Regions from separate parts of the Sus scrofa genome. Here region 2 is linked to region 1. Evidence: chromatin contacts called from public promoter capture Hi-C data. All regions are on one chromosome and are shown on one strand. The core of a region is the stretch at or near the end of the contact, and the rest is flanking DNA. Distances in the headings are between cores, read along the strand shown.

The links. Promoter capture Hi-C pulls out the DNA fragments that hold promoters and counts their contacts.
Region 2: a contact with region 1 is called in a promoter capture Hi-C map of fetal liver, with 4 times the contacts expected there. The contact joins the promoter of FAM110B here to the promoter of UBXN2B in region 1. A contact is called at or near these places in 2 of 5 promoter capture datasets (fetal liver and liver), 7 of 47 Hi-C or Micro-C datasets (embryonic fibroblasts, fetal liver, mesenteric adipose tissue and 4 more) and 1 of 2 datasets of contacts at active chromatin or transcription factors (skeletal muscle).

The regions. Positions count from the first base shown.
Region 1 is chr4:74,434,815-74,440,396 of Sscrofa11.1, reverse strand. It overlaps UBXN2B (UBX domain-containing protein 2B), which reads left to right and starts at 2,747. Exons shown (of 8, transcript XM_001924982.7): 1 at 2,747-2,882. The coding sequence starts at 2,799.
Region 2 is chr4:74,742,432-74,748,013 of Sscrofa11.1, reverse strand. It overlaps FAM110B (protein FAM110B), which reads left to right and starts at 2,026. Exons shown (of 4, transcript XM_013988070.2): 1 at 2,026-2,330. LOC110260291 (a long non-coding RNA gene) reads right to left here and starts at 2,835. Exons shown (of 2, transcript XR_002343316.1): 1 at 2,708-2,835; 2 at 1,424-1,884.

The DNA.
Region 1 (5,582 bases), core at 1,498-3,997:
AATCACGCATCATCAAATGGCTCCCAATTGCTTCAGTCCAGTGGTTCTCACCCATGGTTGGATAACAGAATTATCCGAGGTTTTTTTCAACCAATTTCATAAATATACAATTTACACATAATAAAGTACCTTCAATTTAAGTATATATTGCTCAATGTATTTTCAACAAGTGTATATTAATATATATATAATTATATCTGTGTAACTATCACCACCAAAAAAAGATATGACATTTTCATCATCTCAAAAAGTTCCCATGTATCCTTTTTCAAATTCTTCAAGTTTATCCTTCCCCAAAGAGATGACCCTAAATTACTGCCAGCAGTTTTGCCTATTCCAGAATTTTATATAAATTGAATCAGATAGGAGTTCCCATCATGGCTCAGTGGTTAACAATCCAACTAGGAACCATGAGGTTTCGGGTTCAATCTTTGGCCTTGCTCAGTGGGTTAAGGATCCGGCATTGCTGTGAGCTGTGGTGTAGATTGCAGATGCGGCTCGGATCCCACATTGCTGTGGCTCTGGCATAGGCCAGTGGCTACAGCTCCGATTAGACCCTAGCCTGGGAACCTCCATATGCCTTGGGAGCGGCTCAAGAAAATGGCAAAAAGACAAAAAAAAAAAAAAAAAAAATTGAATCAGACAATATTTACTCTTTCACATCTGGCTTCTTTTACTCAAGATAATATCTTTGAGCTTCATCTATGGCGTTTGAATCAGTAATTTCTTCCTTTTTACTGTAGAGTAGTATTCTATTGTACTAATTTCTCAAAGTGTTATCCATTCATTGTGCATGGACATTTGGATTGTTTCCAGTTTGGGGCTATTATGAATAAAGCTTCTATGAACATCATGGTACAAATATCTTTGTAAACATGTTTTCATTCCTCTTAGGTCAATATTTAGGAGAGTCAATGCTAGGTCTTATGATAAATGAATATTTAACTTTAGAAGAAACTTTATTTTCCAAAGAAGCTGCAGCATTCTACATTCCCACCCGCAATGTAGGAGAGTTCCAGGCAGAAAGCCAGGGCAAACATAGCTCATCTTGCTTGTTTCCCTTCTCTGGCATAGCACAGATCTGAGCTGTGCTGCCTTTGATTCAATGTCTGAAAATAATCATTTCAGATATCTCATCTAGCTTTTTTCATTGCTGGGATTGGAAGGGCAAGTCCAGTACCAGGTACACTATCATGGTCAGAAGCATAGTCCACCTGGGGAGCAGCTTAAAAAATATGATTCTTGGAGTTCCCGTCGTGGCTCAGTGGTTAACGAATCCGACTAGGAACCATGAGGTTTTGGGTTCCATCCCTGGCCTCGCTCAGTGGGTTAAGGATCTGGCGTTGCTGTGAGCTGTGGTGTAGGTCACAGACACAGCTTGGATCCCTCGTTGCTGCGGCTGTGCATAAGCCGGCAGCTACAGCTCCGATTACAGCCCTAGCCTGGTATCCTCCATATGCCATGGAAGCAGCCCTAGAAAATGCAAAAAGACAAAAAAAAAAAAAAAAAAAAAAAAAAAAAAAGACGCTTGAGGGGTCACCCCATATTAATTAAATCTGAGTTCCTAAGATGGGGAGAGGGTGGAGGAAGGGGTTTTCTAGTGTGCATCAGCCTTGACAATCACTGCCCCAGGGCGTAGTCCTCATCCTTCACTAAAGCAAGACCCTTTAGCACCACTCCTAGGCCTGCATCTTGAGTCTAGATCTGCACCCACATTCCCCAATCCCCAAGCCTCTTTTGTCACTTCTCCTAAGGTTCGCCATGCAGGACTTTATCAGCACGAACATGGTATTTCAAACATGCTTCTCCCTGTGGTCCCTTCTGGTCCAAAGTCTACCACGAATACTTATCCTTCAGAGTCAGCCAAAATACCATTGGCTCCGTGGGACGTAAAGAAGAGCCAGAGATTTCTAGGCAGAATGTTGTACTAAAAAGAATATTGGGACAACCAACAAATGCAAGGTTTAGTATCTGGTACCGTCACTTACAACAGAGTAAACTGTTATTTGAAACTTGGTTTCCTCAGGTATAATACGGTTACCTGGCAGAGGGATAGAGGAGATTACACATAAAATGCACCCAGCATGGGGCTCATAGCAGAATACTCCCCTCCCCACTCCACAGTCCACTCATAACATTCCCTGCAAAGCGCTACTGCAAATGGCATTTTATTATGTTTATATTTCTCTTTCCCCCACTAGACTGTGAGTTTTATAAATATCGGAACTACTTCTTTTTACCTTTGCATCCGGGAGCATAAAAGTGCCTGGGATAAGACAGGAGTTTGAATGAAACTGAGATGAATAAAGAGAATTTAGTAGTCTCCTGACCTCAAAGAGCGTTTACTGTGTTCTTCCTCCTCAACCCCAATTCACGCTTCGGGGGCGACCGTGCCACCCAGTCTTTGGTAGGGAAAGGAGAGAATGTGACCAAGACTGGAAAAGTAAGGATGCGCCTTTCATCAGATGAAACATCCAGAGGACGTTTTCACCGTGGGTTTAAAAGAACCCGCCAGTCCGTGCTGCCCTCCAGGGCGGCTCCGAGCACCCTCAGGCGTGGGACCTGGGGAACCTGGGTTTACGAAGAGGTTACTCCGCGAGAAAATTCTGAGGCCACTTCCTTTTGGGAAAGAAGCGGGTCAGGACAGGTGGGCGGGCGCCGGAAGCGGGGGCGCGCGGGCCTTGGGGGAGGCGGGGGCGCGCAGGGACCGCCCCGCCCGCCCCGCCCCGCGGTTGCCAGGCAACGACCCCGGAAGTCGCGGGAGGCGCGTCGGCGGCGGCGTCGGGAGCCGGTGAAAGATGGCGGAGGGCGGTGGCGGCGAGGCGGGCGAGGAAGAGCCGAGGACGCCGGGGCCGCGGCCCCCGAGCGCGCGGGACTTGCAGGTGCGGCGAGCGGCAGGGGTGAGGGCGCGGCGGCGGGGACGGCGCGGCCGGGGGCGTGTCGGGGCCGCTGTGGCCGAGGCGGAGCCTTCCCCAGACCCGCCCGGGGACAGAGTTGGGACTCGGGAGCCGTGGGTCTCCCCGGGCGGCGCGCGGGACCGCGGTGCTGGTAGAAACAGGTGTCTGAGCGCTGCTTCCTCGGGTGCCCCTGCCTCGCTTCCCCCACCCCACTTGCAGTTTAAGAAGCAGCTGTTGCTTTAGAATGGCATTTCACGGGGTCGGTTGAGTACTTCACAGGTTGGTGCTTCGGGCAGGAGACTCTGGAAGAAAGCTCTCTCTCCTGTGGCCATAGGGGAATCAGCATCACTTCAAAAGTCACAGCCTCTGCGGGCCTGATCTTGCTTATCCTGGAGGCTGTTTCTGGCTTGATCACTTAAATGTAAAGAGGGTTCCTTTTTATCAGATAGCTTTTTCTTGTAGAGGGGTAACCTAAAAAGTATTTCACCCTATGACTGCACAGCTTGGTTGTAAAAGCTACAGTACAGAAAAGACTGCACAGAAGAAACGGGAAGATAAAACTTGCTAATATTGAAGGACGTTGACATTAGCCAGATATGAGCGCACCAAATCTTACTACTCATTTTAGGGGTTTTTTTGGTTTGTTTTCGTTTTTACTGTCTCTTTGTAAGATCATTGATAAAATTCAACAACCAAACATCTGTAAGGAACTATCGTTAAAAATAGATGGCACTAAATCCAAGCCTTGGTAGAAAAGTTCTGTTACTTTATGGTCACATTTTCATTGTGTATCTGTAAATGAACGGATACTGAATACCTGTCCTATAACATACTGCTAAGCTCTGGGAACGCAGAGATAAATAGGACATCAAATCTACCGCGGAGGCTGTGACACTGATGAAGAGTATAGAAGTATAAAAGGCATTTCACTATTATTTGCAGAAATAATATAGGAATATTTTTAGCATAACGTTTTCAGATGGAGTATGGCTGAGTGCCAAGATAAGCTGTGCATAAAATGTTGAATTTGGAGAATGGAGTGATCAGTTGTCAGGAGACAAAGTCAAGGTAGCATAGTTCTAGTGTTCGTAAGTCTGTTCAGTAGTAAACAACCAAGGAGTAGGAAGGTCTTATCTGCCTCATCTCTTCTGTTGTACACCACTAAGAGACATATGCTGTTGGGGAGAAAAATGAATTTCTGGTCAGAACAGCTTGGGTTTGCATTTGGCCCTGCCACTTAGTGTGAATCTCGGGAAAGTGTTTTAACCTCTCTGATCCTCCGTGTCTTTATTTTCTAAACAAGAGGTGGTGTTGATGGTGTCAAGGATGAAATAGAGAAATGTCTATAAGTGCCTCTTCGGTCCCATGTTATCCTGGCTCAGTTACTTGCATAGTAAATATTTGGTTCTTTTTCCTTAAAAGGAGAGAAATGCTATCACTTGCCCTGGTTAGTCCAATCTAATGCCATTAAAGTTAAAACTATAACTTAATATCACGTCCTGAAAACCTGTTTCTTCTTTTTATGTGGAAAGTGAGAACAGCTTGGTTAATGATTGTCTGATACTTGACACTTAGACTTAATCCACTAGATTAAGGTATGATTAATTGTTGGAGATAATATGATAGATGTCCCTAACTGTGATCAAGCCTTACTTTCTACCATCACTTAGAAAATAGGATTTCTTTTCATCTCCTATCTACCTTCTGGTAGGTAGGTTTAGGTAGCTAACTGATATTGTTATGAATGTGATTTGGTATATAAAATATGCTAAGTATTGATAATGTTTCCTTTAGAATTTAACAAAAATGTGAAGAACTTGCAAAGACACCTGAAAACAACCAAGGTGATGACGTATAAAGAAATAGACTAGTATCAAAGGTTTAAAAGAATTGGATAGTGTTCTTCTCTCCAACTGGTTTCTTGAATATTGATTATGTGGGGATTATCGTGTTATTGTTTAATCTAGCCATGTTTATTTTGCCACGCCTCCTAGGATTTGTGGGCATCTAAATCTGGAGCGATTTCTGATAGCCTAGAAAGCCTTCCAGCCCTGTGAGCATCCAACTCAAAAGTGCACCTTAGTGTGGCAGCTAAGGTGTACACACTTAGGGGTACTTTTACTTGTTCCTGTTACAATCACCCTTTTCCTCAATGATACCGGGAAAGCCTCTTACAGCGAGTTGACTAGAAAGTAAAAGTACCTATTGAAAACTGAGTAACTCTTAAAATAAGCATGGCTTGATTAAACAATAGCAAGATAATCCCCATATAATCAATATCCAAAAAACCAGTTGGGGAGAAGAACACTGTCCAATTCTTTTAAACTTTTGATACTAGTCTGTTTCTTTACACGCCCTCACTTTGGTTGTTTTTAGGTATCTTTAAACCTTCGGTGCTAGCGTGTTTCTTTACACGTTATCACTTTGGTTGTTTTCAGGTGTCTTTGCAAGTGCTCTCTCTCTCAAATCAACAAGTAGATCTTGGGCCCCTTCGACCTCCAAAATTGGGAACATGCAGAGGGGAAGTTGGGGACAGGGTTGTCAGTGACAGTACTCACCCCGGGAACCTCAGGCTCATTAGTATTTTTGAGCATTTTCAGATCCCCTTGTCTCCTCTGGTGCCCCTCAGCCCTCCATACATGGCCTTAACAGTTGCTTAAAGTATTTAAGTATATGCTTCTGCCC
Region 2 (5,582 bases), core at 777-3,276, 310 kb before region 1:
GGGTACTAGTCAAATACTGTTACATACTTCTAGAGACAAAAATCTCTGTGAGACAGAAGAATTCCAAGCATTGGCCAATGGCCCACTTCTCCTGAACAATAAAATTCCAGCACGACAGACCAATTTCAGCAGTTCCTGAAAGTTTGTAGCAGACCCTCCAACTGTCAGTCCAGAAAAAAAGGAAAGGTCCTATTCAGCAAATATCAAGACTGATGAAGGTAACTTTTATTGGAATAAATGATAACACAAAAACATCCATGGGGATAGTCCAGTTTAGACATGTTACTATCTTATCTCTGATTTTCTAACCACATCTTTTATTAATTTTTGGTTTGCAGAAGGACAATGTGAAAATATAAATTCTACCCTGGGTAACAGTAATACCCTAAATGATACCCTTAGTCCTATCACAAGGTAGGGCTTCCTGCTAAGTGACCTTCTCGGCATATAGTCTATTACAAAGAAGCAATTTATGTGACAGAAGCTACAACTCCTAATATTCAGAGCCTGGATCATTTGGGAATCTTTCACGGCTTCACCAGTGAGTATTTTGGAAAGCAACCTAGCTCGAAATAGAATAAGCTAAAAAGATACTTTACCAGTGCCTTTCCTCCAAAGTCCAGAAATTTTGAAGGGTTTCCAGAGAGCAGCTGCCTGGAGGGGCTTGTTCCTGTCATCAGGATGCTACCTGTTTCTGTTGCTCTGTTGGTTTTCTTCTAGATTGGCTTTCTTCTCTAACAGGCTGCCTCCAGCTGCTGCAGGCTTACATGGTCTGGCCTTGAAAGAAAGCTGCCACACCAGTTCAGAAAAAGGACCCTCCCTCCACTAGGACCTGTGCCAGCCCCCTTCCCCTTAGTGCCAGGGAATGAGAGGCACTCTGATTGGCAGGCCTGGGTCACGTGCCCTTGTGATGGCAGAGACAGCGTGTATCACAAAACAGCAGGGAGCAATCCCCAAAAAGGAAGACACTGGGGCAAAGAAGTTAATTTTTTTTTTTTAAATAGACTTCTTTGGAGTGAGAGAAGCTGGTTCCATTTGCTATGGGAATGATGAAAAGGAACTTCATTTTGTAACATGATTTTGGGAGTTCATGGAGACCACAACAGAATCTGTGATCACATGGAATGCATTAGTATGCCAAAGGAAAGTTCCATTGAAAACCCAGGATCATGTCACTTTCTTAAAATGGTTCTCCTGTAAATAGCCAAAAATCCATTATGGGGAGCCTGAGTTTTATTTATGTGATAATTTCTGAACTAGAATGGAACAGAGTCACACAGTTCAAATACAGATGCTCTTTCTCAGAAAATGGGATGAGGGCAACTGTATTCCAAAGGTACTAAAGATATAAAATAAAGTTTTGCTACATATTTTACAGAAATACTTATGTTTGCATCTCATTCAAATTCAACCATTTTGATAAATATAGATTTTATCTTTTCGAATTCTTAGTTGCAAAAATTAAACTAGAATGGGTTTAATCTTCCTAAAACAATAAAACCCTCAAAACCCCAACCAAGTTACTAAGCAAATCTAAACAAAAAGCAATACCAAACCATGCTTTATGAGATGAATAAAGATGCATCCTCAAGGGTTTACTTAATTTTGAAACATCAGTTGGCCCATACTCTAGGGACTGTATATTGTGTTAGACATTTTTTTCTATGTTCTTCATCGTCTTCTTCAAACCTTTTTTAGACTCATAAATGTCTGCAGAAATTTAGTCTACAAATACCAAGACTGTCCATCTGAGTATATGAGTTAGTCAACAGAGAATGTCTTCAGGCACCAGGACCTTCTGGAGGGTTGACTGATGGGTTATCACTTTCACAAACAGGCTCCAGGTCTGGGGTTTCTTGGCAGTTGGGATCCAGCGATTCTCGCCTGGGGAGAGAGTGGGGGTGAGTTGGAGGTGGGGAGGGGGTTGGAGTGGGAGTGAGGGGCGGGGACGGGGTGGGGGAGGGGACTAGAAGTGGGGGTGCGGGAGGGGGTGGAGACAGGGGCGGAGCGCCCCGGGGGGCGTGCACACTCCTGGGGACACGCGCTCTGGGCGCCGGCACCGCGCTCCGAGTTCCCTCCCTCGCTCTCTGGCGAAGGCAGCCCGAGCCCTCCCACTCTGTGCAGCCCGAGCTGCCGCGGCCGCCGCCAGTCCGGCCCTCCGCCGCCCGCGTCCCGCGCCCCCTCGGCAGTCCCCGTCCTCGCTCCGCCCTCCAGCAGCCCCGGCGGCCCGGCCCTCGTCCCTCGCCGGCCCGGACTCTCCCTCCACGCCGTTCGCCGGAGCCCGGCGCCCTGCTCGGGCCGCACCGCTCGCGGCCCGGAGCGCGGCCGAGGTAAGACTGGGCCGGGGGCCGGGGAGGGATGGCCGGGGCCTGTCGGGGACCTGGTCGGGGGAGCCGCACCGCGCCGCGCCCCGATCGCGGACAATGCCGACGCCGCGCGCGGCCGCAGAGTTGTCGGGTCCGCCCCTGCCGCCTCCCGGCGGCCTGGGTGTCGGTTCCTCTGGGCCCGGGGGCCGCATGGCCCGGACCGACCCGGGCCGGTGTTTCGGGCCGCGAGCCGGAGCGCGGGACCACTGCCCTGCCCGCGCCCCCCGGGCCCTGGATGGGGGCCCCGGAGCGGCGGGGAGGCCGAGCAGGGGATGGGCGTGCGTGGCGAGGTTGGGGGGTTCCCACGGAAGAGGGGGGGTCGGCGAGGGCTGGGGACCCACCGGGCCGGGGCTCCTCGAGTGGCCTCTCAGCTCGGGTGCCGAGTCTTAGGTAGCCTGTAATCGCTGGCGGAGAATTCTTGCAAGAAATGCAGATTCAGAGGCTCCGAAAGTTTGTTTTTGGTTCCTCCCTCCAGCTCCATCCATGGTCTCAGTTGTCTGGACTTTCTTTGAAAGCGGAGGGAATTGAAACAGAATTAAATTGTCCTCAGCTCACTCGTGTCCCCACCACCCCCACGGAACTCGGAACTTGGCCGCAGGGCGGTTGCGGGTTGCGGGAAGGCGCGGAGCCCGCTGCTCAGCCAGGAGCTGCAATGTCCCTGGCAGTGACAGCTCTCCCTCCATGCAGGCTGGTGGGGAAGCGGCAGGAACTTTGCTGCACGCTTAAATCACTCGGCAAAGTGGAAAGCCAGCACCTGGTGCCCTGCTTTTTTTAACCCTTTCAAGTTGGTGTTTAGATTTATTGAGCCATAAAAATAAGCAGGCTTTCTTTCCCGCTCGAGATACAAGCTAACTTCGCATTTTTTACTGTGCGAAATCTGGCACGCATCTGTGACAACATTGCGTGGCTGGCGTCGTAAGGACTACACACGGGTCTGATTTTGAGGATTTTGAGAAGGGGAACAGGATAGTAAAATAAGCATATTTGCGGTATAAATGGTATGACTTCCGTTTTCTCTGTTTCCCTTGTTGGCTGTAAAGCTATTTATTTAGCCTTTCCCCCCCAATTTACACTTAGAGTCATTCCATGGGAAATACTTGTACGTATGTATTTTGTGACATGGCCACCTCTGGTCATTCAGATGAGCTATTAATTAAGGTTATTTTGACAAAGGGGTGAGTTAATGGTAAGCCAGAGTTCTTCCTGGGGTGACATTCCAGTTGCTTTACCCTCTAGTATTTAATCTGTGGTGTTACCGTCCATGGTATTTTGTCAACACGGTAATCTGCAGAGTTTAGAATAGTACCTGCAACACCCCCCCTAGGTAAGTAGCCGCTGGTTTTCTTTTTAATTTTTATTGTCAGTCCATGTGTTTTTTTTTTGTTTTGTTTTTTTTTTTTTTTTTTTTTTTTTTCTGTTTGGAAAATGGTTGTCTGGGTTTTTTTTTTGTTTTTTTTTTTTTTTTTTTTTTTCATCCCAGGTCTTTCCAGTCATGGTCGGTTTTAAGTCTGTGGTTTACTCTTAGAGCATTGAGGTTGGGTCGTTTTGCTTATGAGTGAGGAGCTGTTCTGTGTATTCTTATGTACTGTGTCTAGCGGATCTGTGAAGACAGGAACACAGTCCCGCACCTGGTCGCAACCAGGTGCATTTCCTGAGGCTTCAGTATCCTTAAGGGCCTGATTCTCAAGGAGAAGCCTAGACTAGACATGAGGAGAAACCTGGGTTCTGAACCCCATCCTGAACCCCTTTGTTCTATAGGTTTAGAATAATACTTTCAATTCCTGTTGCTGCTAGGGCAGCAGTTAGGTAACTCCCACGGCATCAAAATAAATAATAAAAGATAAATATAGGAACTGTGTTTACATACATCAATCAGAACACATAATTCTAACCCGTTCTTTAGCATCTTTAGAGTGAAGTTTACAGTGTAACTAGCTAAGAAAAATGAAAACTACTTGATTGCCATGTGTTGTTAACCAAAAGATTATGTTTATGTTTTCTACCTAGGGATTTTAAAAGAGTGTCAGGAGTTTACTTTCTGAGGTCCCCGCCCCCCCACTTTTAACATTTTCTTTCCTAAACAGTTTACTTACCTAAGAAAAGGCAGTGATTAACTCTTGGGGCCCTGCAGAACCAAGGCTGCTGTGGCCCAAGTGTGGCAGTAGATGGCGCTGTGGATAACGCTGGTAGATGGGATGCTATTAGCAATTTCCTAGCCTGCCCTCTCCCCCAAAATACACCCTCTCTGCACTGATAGCCCCCCAACAATCTTCTTAGGAAAAAAACTTTTTTAAAAGTTTGTCCTTTGTATTTTCAACTTTTTAAGATTATCTACTTTCTCTGAAAACCAGGGCGTTCCAGGTGTTAAGACAAACACTGTCAATATATTATTTAGTTGGCTGTACCTTTGTCCCTTATTTTCCCATAATAGAGTAAGAGTGATTGTTCCAGGCCTAGGGGATCTCCAGCTACCCTGAGCTTTTTTTTTTTTCCTCCATACTTCTAGGAGAGAGAAACAAATGATAAGAAATCTATTTGCTTCTTGACTTTAAGAGAACAACTTCCTAGCGCGAATTCTCTTTTGTTCTGGTTTTTAACATTGTTCTGCCTCCAGGATGAGGCAGTAAGAATTGAGAATCAGGCTGAAGGCTTGGGAGCTCTCTACAGCCATGACTCATCCACAAAAAATATATTTGTTCTACTTAGTCCAGCACCAGAACTCCTGAAATAAGAGTTTTCTGGACTGTGATGGGCGTTATCTCCATGGGCCAGCTCTGGACCTGGCCCAGTCCCAGGCAGATGATGGTGCATTTTCTACACTCTTCCAGTGAAGGGCACTTGTTGTTATCTCCTTGCTGCAGGTGAGCCGAAGTGACTTGGCTGAGTCACAGGGCTCTTGAGCAGCAAAGCTGCGGTGTACATGTGCCCAGGAGCCCCCAGGTCCTGCCACCACATTTTGCACCATGAGAACCCCTGTTTGGCGCATACATGAAGCATTCACCACATCCCTTTGGGGCTAAATCCCAACGCACCTCTTCTTCATAACTCAGTGACATGCTTTGAATTTCTTGGGTAGCATTTGGTCAGAAAAGCATCCTAAACAGGAGAAATTAATGTAATTTTCAGAGGAGAACCTCCTAAGATTTCTCGACCCCTTGTTAAAGATGCTTATTTTCAGAGGGCTGAGGAGAAGGCTGGCAGGTTTAACTTCTTTGA